Linked DNA regions of Mus musculus: region 1 is linked to region 2. A link is a contact called in public promoter capture Hi-C data. All regions are on one chromosome and are shown on one strand. The core of a region is the stretch at or near the end of the contact, and the rest is flanking DNA. Distances in the headings are between cores, read along the strand shown. Region 1 holds the start of Dnajc10 (DnaJ heat shock protein family (Hsp40) member C10). Region 2 holds the start of Pde1a (phosphodiesterase 1A, calmodulin-dependent).

Region 1 (4,974 bases), core at 873-3,372, 190 kb after region 2:
TCCAAGTAGCTCCCTACAAAGGACATCTTATTAAAAGTAAAATGTAACTTACATGGAAAAAAATCACAAAAATCCTCCTATTCAAGTTATTTACCACTACCAACAATGGGAGAAACAAAAATTTGAGACCATCAGATAAGACAGTGAGAATACAATGCCATTTGTTACATGTCTGTCAAATGAACACAACTAAATCAAATCATGAAGAATCCTCAGTCACATAAAAATAGGATCTATCTATAGTATCTATAACACAACTGGCCTGAATTCTATACAAGTTTAAGACCTTGAAATCTGGGAAAACTGGATAAACATTTCTCATTAAGGAAGTCTAAAACACGATTGTGCTAAACAGAAAAAAAGAAAAATAGCTCCTTACTAGATCCTCATACTGGGAAGTCTTACTGATAATTGGAAAAACCGGAATCTGACATTTGTGGACTAGACACTGATAATGTGTTCACAGAAACTTCCCATATTCGAAGGTTGTACTTTTAAAAGAAAGCATCCCATCTGTGAAAAAAACACACACTAGTTTTGGGGGGTGGGGGGGGTCATGGGAGAAGTCAACTTACTCCCAAACTTTTGAGAAAAACAATTTTTTTGTACTACAACATTTAATTCCTTGTAACTTTAAGATCATTTCAAATTAAGCAAAGTCATCCTTACATAAAACATTTCATCACTTAAAACTCTTCTTCAGCTTCCCATTGAAAAGGGGGAGGACTTTTAAGTTTATTTTTAAAGATTTGTTTATTTTTATGCACATTGGTGTTCTGCCTACATGTCTGTGCAAGAGTGCCAGAGCCTCTGGAACTGCTGTTACAGATAGTTGTGGGCTGCCATGTGGGTGTTGGGAATTGAACTCTGTCTTCTGGAAGAGCAGCCAGTAATCTTAACCACTGAGCCATAAAACCTCTTAAAATGAGCTGAAAGCTGTTGGATGGTCGTTTCTACCTTTTGGTCTTACTGTGATCTGTGTTTCATATTTTTTCCTTCCTAATTACAGATATATTTGAATAACTAACAGGCTAATGTGTCCCTCTATCATCCAATTTATTAGGAGCAGAAAGTCTTTGCTCTTGTTACCCACCAGTACATATCCCAGAGAAGAGAAAATGTTTTACACACTGCTTTAAATTACTTGTGGCATGCTGCCTGTGTGTCTGTGTTTTCTCTGCTTTTCCTTTCCTAAGCATCTCCTTTGAATCCTCCCTTCAGGAGTTGCAAACTATGTAAGATGCAACTCCAGTCCTTTACAATAAAGCTTTAAGAAGCTTCCTTACCATCTAAAAATATAAGTTGAAATGTATTCACTATGGTAACAAAAACCTATTAGTTTCCACTTGATTCTTCAGTTCTCTGTTTTGCTTTTAGATTTTTTTCTAAGGAGTTTTGGATCACCGTGGCATAATGAACTAGGTTGTTTAAGTGTTAATCTTATTTTCCTCAATTTTTAGTTACCCATTTATTTTCCATTTTGACATGTGTATGATAATCAGCTGTATCTCCCGAGAATATTTTAGGGCTGAGTTAACGCGTGTGTACTTCGGCCAGTTCCTGGTACAGGTTAACAGCTGCTACTTCAGGCTCTTTCTGATATTTCTGCCTTTGTTCGTTATACTTCCGCTTCTTTCCTACAATATGTTGGTTTAGCAACAGGTCCTACAGCCATAAAATTATTAACTGACATCTGGTTAACTACCCAAAGACTCACTATCAATTTCTACTTATTTCAAATCACTACCACCAGCTTCCATCACTTCCTCTTTCAGGGACTTTAATGTGTCTACTTCAACGGTCAAAGTGTCATGACTCAAACACTGCAGTTTCTGTAACAAATCCAGTAAAGGAGAGGATCAGAAGGCAGATTCACAAATCCAGAAATCCTGTAGAACGCTTCATATTTGTTGATACATAAAAGTTGTAAACAATTTTATTTCTAGAAAACTTTAATTATTCTGTCCGGTCCCTGGCAACGGGGTCAATTCAGACAAGTTCTCCACTTTCTGCCAAATCTGCCCTTTCAAGGATACCCACCCTTTAACCAAACCTCCAGAGAGCCGGATCTCTCCACCCGGGTTTTCCCGTCGCCCTGGCAACGGGACCGGAAAAGGCGGGCTTCACACCCTTCCTTCCGCCAGCGGTTGACTACGGCCGCAAGATGCCTGTGGGCCGCGCTGCGGGATGCTTCCCTATCTCTGGCTAGGAGCGGGACCCGCAGCCACCGCCGCAGCCACACAGAAGGCCACGTCAGCCTCGGCGGTCCCACCCGTCCCTCCCTGCTGGCCACCCGTCGGCCTTCGCCCACGCCTTTCCCACAATGCCCCGCGCCAGGCCCCGCCCCGCCGGCGCGACGGGAGCGGCAGAATTGCTGCTGCGCGCGTTCGCAGGCAGCGTCCGGTCCTGCCGGGTCCGGAGCTCGGCGACCTGAGGATGGGGCAGTAGCTGAGGACGCCGAGGTGGGCGCGGGCCGGGCTCCACGCACTGCGGGGGCATCAGGGAGGGAGGACGCCAGACCCATCCCACCGCCTCGGTGCCCCCATTGCGCCGGGTTTTCACGGCCCCCTCCACCCCACCTCTGCGAGCCCCCTTCTGCTCGCACTTTCTAACTCGGGGTCTCTCTCCCTGGTCCGACCTGGGACCTCAAGGCGCACCCTTGCCAGCCCCGTACCCTCTGTCTTTCGCCTCTCCCCGATCCCGCTCTGGAGCGGTGGCAGCATCCCTCATTAACACTGCGTTTACCTGCAGCCTCACTGGCCCCAGGCTGTTCAGTTATTCCCAGGCTTTGCCTGAACCCACCCTAAGCCGAGGGACACCTTATCCCAAAGTCGCCTTTGTTGAGATTTGTTCTTCATTTGTTTTCCTTCCTGATGGTTGTCAGTCTGGGTATTTCTGTTTTACTGTCAGTATATTTTACAAAGGGCTATTAGGGGAGGCGGGTGAAAAAAGGGAGTTAGACGTGAGGTGAGGCCTGTTCCCAGGTAAGGAGAAATACTTAGAAACATATCCGGACTTAAGGGAAGAGAGCTGAAACTGAGGAGGTTAGGGAAGTTAGATCTTTTTTTTTTCCCCCAAAGCATTTGAAGATATTAAAGAGGACTAGTTTAGCTGTAAGGTTAAATGTTAGGGTTTTACCCTCAAGCAATGCCTGGTGCTCTTTGTTTTCCTAGTTTTTACTCCAGACAGGAGCTTTACAGTGAAATTGCATTGATTTGCAATTATTATAAAATATCTTCTCTTGGTGCTAACACTTTAGAGAACTTGTGTGGCCTGCTTTTTTAAGTTATCTATTTTTATACTGATGTTCTTAAACGGTTATGTAAAAAAGTACAACCCTCTTGGAAAAGCTTCATGCTTCCTTGTTTTTCCCTCGAAGGCATTCTCTACAAATGAGATTAGATTTAAAAAAGGAACTTGATAAGCTTTCCAGGCGTGGAAGGAGCTGAAAGGGAGGAGGTATTAGAAAGGGCAGCGTGCTGGGAGAGAAAAGAAATACTGCTGAGTCTTATCCTGGTAGCATCATATTGACCAGAGCCTTTGTGTCTCTGTCCCTGTCTCTCTCAGTATCTCTGTCTCTGTCCCTCCCTCCCTCCCCCATCTCTCTCTCTCTCTCTCTCTCTCTCTCTCTCTCTCTCTTTCTCTCGCATATGTGTGCCTGTGTTTTTCTTGAAAGCTAGCTAGCTACTACTACTCATTACCTTTTTCCTGCTATCAGTGATTTTACAAACATGCCTACCTGAATACAGGGGCAAGGGAGGGTCCTGGAGAATAGGGGTTCAAAGCTATTCACAGGGATGTGACCTTCAGTGTGGAAACTGTATTACTGGCTGTGTCGCTTGACAAATCATGCTATAAATGTTAAGTCTGAAAAGTATTTTAACTGCCTGGTTTGCTCTCTTTAGGTTAACATTTCTGAGCTGTGTTCCCGAGATGCTTGATTGACCCTTGAAGTTATGTGGACAGAGATTCTCACGTGTGTCTATTTTAACCACCGGACCCAGCATTGTATCTTAATGTTCACATAAGTCAGAACTTTCATAAGAAAGAGAATGGGAGTCTGGTTAAACAAAGATGACTTTATCAGAGACTTGAAGAGGATCAGTCTCTGTCTTCTGATACTGTACGTGGTCGTTGTGGTGGGCACAGATCAGAATTTTTACAGTTTACTTGGAGTGTCGAAAACTGCAAGCAGTAGAGAAATAAGACAAGCCTTTAAGAAATTAGCACTGAAGTTACATCCTGATAAAAACCCGGTAGGCAAACTTTCTCTTTTAAATATCGGGATATTTATACTGATGTGCTTAAACGGTTATGTAAAAAAGTACAACCCTCTGGGAAAAGCGGGTTTTCACTCTTTTTAAATCAGTGAAATGCTTAAGCATACTGTCGGAAATTGTAATTTGGGAACTGTAGATGTAATTCAGAAGTAGCGCCCTTACACAGCAGGCACACGACTCAGGGGTTCGATCCCCACCACCTGAAACCCAGTTCATCTGTTAAAGTAAAACCAGGAGAAGCCAAGTACAATGATTTTGTTGGCATCAGATACATAGTTACCTCTTCTCTGTAAACTGATTTACAGCAGAAGTAGAGACACTAACCCCCAAGTCTTGTCTGTGAAGTGGTGTTCACACTCAAGTGGGTGATGAACCCATAGAGACAAATCTGCCCTCAGAATTCAAGTGTCCTGCAGATGTGACAGCAGTCACTAGTCACAGCGTGCTCTAACTTTCTCTCTTGTTCCATGCCCGGCTCCAGCTTCCGACTTAAAAACTTATAAATGAAACCTTGACAGCTCCAAAGGGATTTCCAGTTGTAACTATTTGATTGTCTACCCAAGAATCTTTAAAAACAGATTGATTTTGAATGTTATGGTTTTTTAAAATTTAAAGTTTTTTTTTTCATTAATTTTTAGCTTATCATATGAGAGGACATGATGGAGATAATTTCTGAAGTAGAAATTTATAAATG
Region 2 (4,992 bases), core at 2,062-4,561:
AGGAGATAGCTGTATCAGGCTCCTGTCAGCAAGCTCTTTGAGTATACAAACCAGTTGTGGTAGTGCATGCTTGCAATCCAAACATTGGAGAGAATGGAGCAGGAAAATTATAAGTTTTAAAGTAAGCTGGGGTAAAAGGCAAAACAATACTTTTTAAAAATTGTCTAAAATATACTATATAAAAATACCTATGAAAGACTATCCAAGTATCTTCTGTAGTGGCTTGTGTTTCCATGTTTCATGAATAAATATTTCATTTATTTTCATCTCCACTTGAATTTAACCTTAAAATGTACATATTGTATGCCAAATTAAAAATGTATAGCCTGCTGAAAAACAGCAATAAGTTTATAAAGTTGGATATCATAAAAGAAAATCAAATAAAATCCTTTCCAAATAAATATCCAATAGTGAGCACTGAGTCTATTTTATCAAAATAAGAAATCATTACAGAACTGTTTAATAGCATTCATGAGTGCCAGGATTTTCACTGCAGACACTTAAAAGTAGAAGCCAGGAGCAACACTGATGAGAGAATTCGGCTTGAGTCAGTATTGCGTTTTAAAGAGGTGAGGCATTTTCATCAAGGGGATGGGGAGTCCCGCACATCACTGCATTGGAAGCAGACTACACAAAAGACCATAATTAAACAATTTGCTTGTCATTAGTCATGCAGATTTTAAGCTTGGAGCTTCTTTCTTGCTTTGACAAGCCTCAGCCAGGAACTCTGAGAATGTCTTAAGTCAAAGTGCAAGGAAAAGGAATGAACCGAAATGCAAATTTCTTCCTGCTTGAATACAAAAGCTCTGAGTCACTTCAGTCAGTAAGAATGGCTTTAAAACACTAAACTGGCTGGAGATCATTAAGTGATTCTGTGTAGCAATCGGTCCAAAAGAACACAGCGTGTGCACACAGAGATGTAATCCACTGTCAACTCAGAAGCTCTGCTGCTGAGAGACCTCATCACCCCTCTTAGAAACGGCCATCAAACGACAAGGTGAAAAGTTAGAGAACTTTTCTCAAAAATGTTGAGTAAACACGGAATCAATTTTCTAGTTGTTTGAAGACATATTTCTAACGTCACTACGGGGTATCTTTTTGCCTCGGAGTAACTAAGGAAAAACAATATACCAAGAGCAAACAAAACATCCTGTCCTGTAAAGGAAGAATCTAAATGGGTTGTGATCTCAGTTATAGCAGCCCAGTACAGATGTTCATCCACTAGGTTAGAGCACAAATCATCTGGTAATTGCTGATGCTTAATTTGCATCTATGCTAATTAATTGTGTGAACCACTATTTGTTTCGACAGGATTATTTGTTTCTCTAGAGAATCTGCCTTCTAAATCTCCAATGGCTCTTTGAAACAGATATCTCTCGTTCGTTCAATGGCTATAAAAATGGCTTCCTTTTTAAAAGTTATTCTCTGCTGTTTGCATTATTGGGGTGCTTTCATGCGAGGCACCACAATACCATGGATTGCTTCATGTAATGGAAAATATGTATACACTGAGAGCACTCTATGTCCAGATGGAGAAGAGTAGAGAGGATTTGGACTTCTAAACAAAGTTTGATGTAGTTGTCCTTTATAAAAGCGATGACATAAGCTTGCCCATATACTACCTTTCATGAAACACTGTGTAAACATGCGACAGCATTAAAGATGGGAATCCATCTACGGGGCACTGTGGTCCTCCAGTTATCTTTGTAAAGCTAATGCCCCACTTAATTCTGAGATATGAAAATACACTTAGAAATTCCAATGACCTACAAATATTCATATTTCTATCCAAATGTTACATCGGCTTTTACAACTGGTGCTATGATTAAAACGGAGCATATAAACAGTGCTGTGGTGAAGCACTGGCCAGAACTCTCACACACACTGACGGTGGTGGGGGTGGGGGTGGGGTGGGGTGGGGGTGATGAGCAAGGTGCTAACACTAGAACCAAAGTGGATTCAGGTAATTACAAGTCGTGCTTCGAGTCACTGTACATCCTGTTCTGTATTGTTAAGAACCCGGTCAGTACACTGGAAGCAATTCGCACTTTACTAGTTAGTGAGGAATGGAAATTTAATTCCTCACTAATTTAAACCAAAGCTCTAATATGTTTGATATGCTTTTCATGTTGTTTTGCCACACAAATAATTTTCTTACTAAAATATTAGTTTATCCATCGTAGAATAAGCACAGAATAAATATGCAATTTATGATTCTACAAATCCCATCTTTGTTTTTTTTTCAAAGAAAGAAATCTCCATCTTATTTTTCTCTCTCCACTTACCTGAGAGAAATTATTTCAGTGAGGACCAAGCAAGCTGATTTCCTAGTCCCTCCTGTGCTTATCTAAAGCACACATCTAAACAACACACACAGCAGGGAGCAGAAGCCCTGGACTGTAAACAAAAAGTGATTTCACAGAGCCTTACCTTACTCCATACAAAACATGCAGGTCCAGAAACTGCTTTCAACAAGTTGCTAGCTGAAATGGGTATATTTTAGTTTTCAAGAGAAAATTTCTGCAAAGGAAACACTAAACCTCAAAGTCAAATAACACCCACAATTATTTGTGTTAACGGTCAGCTATTTATGGAGGGGAAAATATAACATAAGACCAGGAGAGCTTACTCACATTCCCTTCAGGCGCTGCCACATCTTCTCGGTCTGTTCTCCAATGAGATACTTGTAAGTGGCGTTTTCCAATTCTTCGATGTCCGTATCAGTAGACCCCATGATGATGTTCCTAGGACAACACAGGTGCAGTCAGTTTCAGCGGCTAGGACAAGCATTCCTCAGTCCGTTACAAATCTCAAGCGTTACACAGTAGCATCTCTTAGCCATCCAAACAGTTCAGGGACGCAAAGCCGAAGGAAGGCTCTGCCAGAACTGCCGTCTTTGACAGGCATATACTCTGCTCACATCACCAACGCCCCCACCACCACCAACCCAAGCAGACAGAGTATAAACAGATGCTCTGACCTCACGGGAGCAATCCACACATGTGAGCTGCTACTGTACTACTGACCGACTGCTCAGGCTATTTGCCAAGCAGCTCATCTGCAACTGTTCCGTGCACAGAAGCACATCAGAATTTCTACAGTTTACGAGCTCAATTATGCACGAAAGAAACGTGAATGACTTTCGCGCTCTACAAGAAGCTGAATTCCTCTCTAGCAGCTGAAGCAGGGCAGGATGTAATAAGAAACCAGATGGTAGGAAGCAGTACCAGCAGCACCACCCTGGGAAGAAAGTGCCTGTTTAAATACCAAGGCTTTTGTCTCTTAATTGATCTGGAAGCGGCACTTAAAAATACAGCACACTTCCTGAATAAATGCAGCCAATATTAATGACAAACACGGAGAAGAGTCACACATAGAGCCGTACAGGAGACAGACCCCAGAGCTCCACAGGTTGTTATTGAGAGAGTATGTCCATCAAGTGATGCTGGAATCGTGCTTATTCATCTTCTCCTAGCAACTCTACACAGTGGGTAACTGCCAATTTAACCAGGGAAAACACAGCAGCTGCGTTCAGCCCGCTCTGTGAATCCTTTGAGGATTAAAAAATAAATAAAATGAAATGGGTGTGAATGCATGTGTGTGAGTGTTGAAGGCAAAGGGTGTGTGTGTGTGTGTGTGTGTGTGTGTGTGTGTGTGTGTACGCTGAGAAGAGAGATTAGAGAAAATGATGCTGTGGTGTTTGTGCATGTTAGGAGAAAAATGAGAGAAAGTGGACATAAAAGGAATCAGAACTGATTGTCTGCCAAACTGCCACACATGGCGAGCTTTCTTTGAAACAGGCACAGATCCTGAGTGGACCTTCATAATATCTGTTGCTATCTGCAAGCTGCTTAGAAAAATATCCTCCAAAGTATTGTCTCTTCTTATTCAGAGACTCACACACAATTTTGCTCATTTGTCCTTCAGGGTTTGCCCATTGCCTGGATTCTTAAGGCTTCATGTATCCAAAGACATTTAGGTAATAGCAATCCAATATTTAGTGGCTATTTCAATGTTTACATGTTGTTATGAGGACTTAATTCATATAGCCTTTTAAAAAGTCTTACGGGAAATGTTATAAGACATTCCTATTTAACTGTTGAAAAAATACAAACAAATGTTCTAGATTTGCAATCCTAGTCTTTGAAGTGAGGGTTGTTGTCTTATTGGTAAGAAACTTCCAATTAAAAAAAAAAATACTTCTAAAACAAACCAAAACAAAGCAAAAAGTATTTCTGCCCAAAAGTCACTGGTGCCACCTTGTAGTCAAAGCTGCAATATAAATGTACAAAGGACATTTGCAAAAGTACAAAAATGCCTTCTAATTTATAAATGAGAGGACATTAACTCAAGCAAGCGTCAGGTTTAATTTTCTCAGAAAAGTTATTTCCTGAACTCAAACAAGCATAATGTCATCAGTGTCCAAACACTTCTCTCCACTCAGACTCACTTCTCTGAGCAGCTGTTCGAGTTGTCAAAACATATTGATAAGGATACTATTACCTAGGTGTTCATCTTTGCTCAGAAGGTCACAATTTTACCTCTACTGTATCCTCATTTATTATCTTAGACACCTTCACTTAGTAAACTTCTATATAATTTTTCTTAATGGATAATGAGCAAACCACCTGAATTCTGCTAAGATGGACCATAGCCCAAAATATGCATAAAATGTCATTATTGCTTATGACTTAAAATACCAAAGTCTTTGAATATACAGTAACACCTTTCCCACAAATAACTCTCTAAACATGTCATGAAATTCCAAGCCTTTCCATTGACCAGTTGGCCAATAATGTTACAAGATACCAAATGCAGACTCTGAGATCCAGATGAGAAGTCTCAGTCCACTAAGACATCCCATTTGCCCTACTTTCACTCTGTTAAGCCTACCCTATCTCATCGTTTAAGATGATAGGGCATAGTGGTTGAGTTATTTGATACAAAAACTGTTCAATTTTTTCATTAAATGTTTCATAAAATAAAAACATT

Evidence for each region. Capture Hi-C pulls out chosen DNA fragments and counts their contacts.
Region 1: a contact with region 2 is called in a promoter capture Hi-C map of adipose tissue. The contact joins the promoter of Dnajc10 here to the promoter of Pde1a in region 2.

What each region holds. Positions count from the first base shown.
Region 1 is chr2:80,313,344-80,318,317 of GRCm38.p6, forward strand. Dnajc10 (DnaJ heat shock protein family (Hsp40) member C10) reads left to right here and starts at 2,123. Exons shown (of 23, transcript NM_024181.2): 1 at 2,123-2,462; 2 at 3,906-4,256. The coding sequence starts at 4,053.
Region 2 is chr2:80,126,101-80,131,092 of GRCm38.p6, forward strand. It overlaps Pde1a (phosphodiesterase 1A, calmodulin-dependent), which reads right to left and starts at 3,312. Exons shown (of 16, transcript NM_001159582.1): 1 at 2,981-3,312; 2 at 2,634-2,744. The coding sequence starts at 2,734.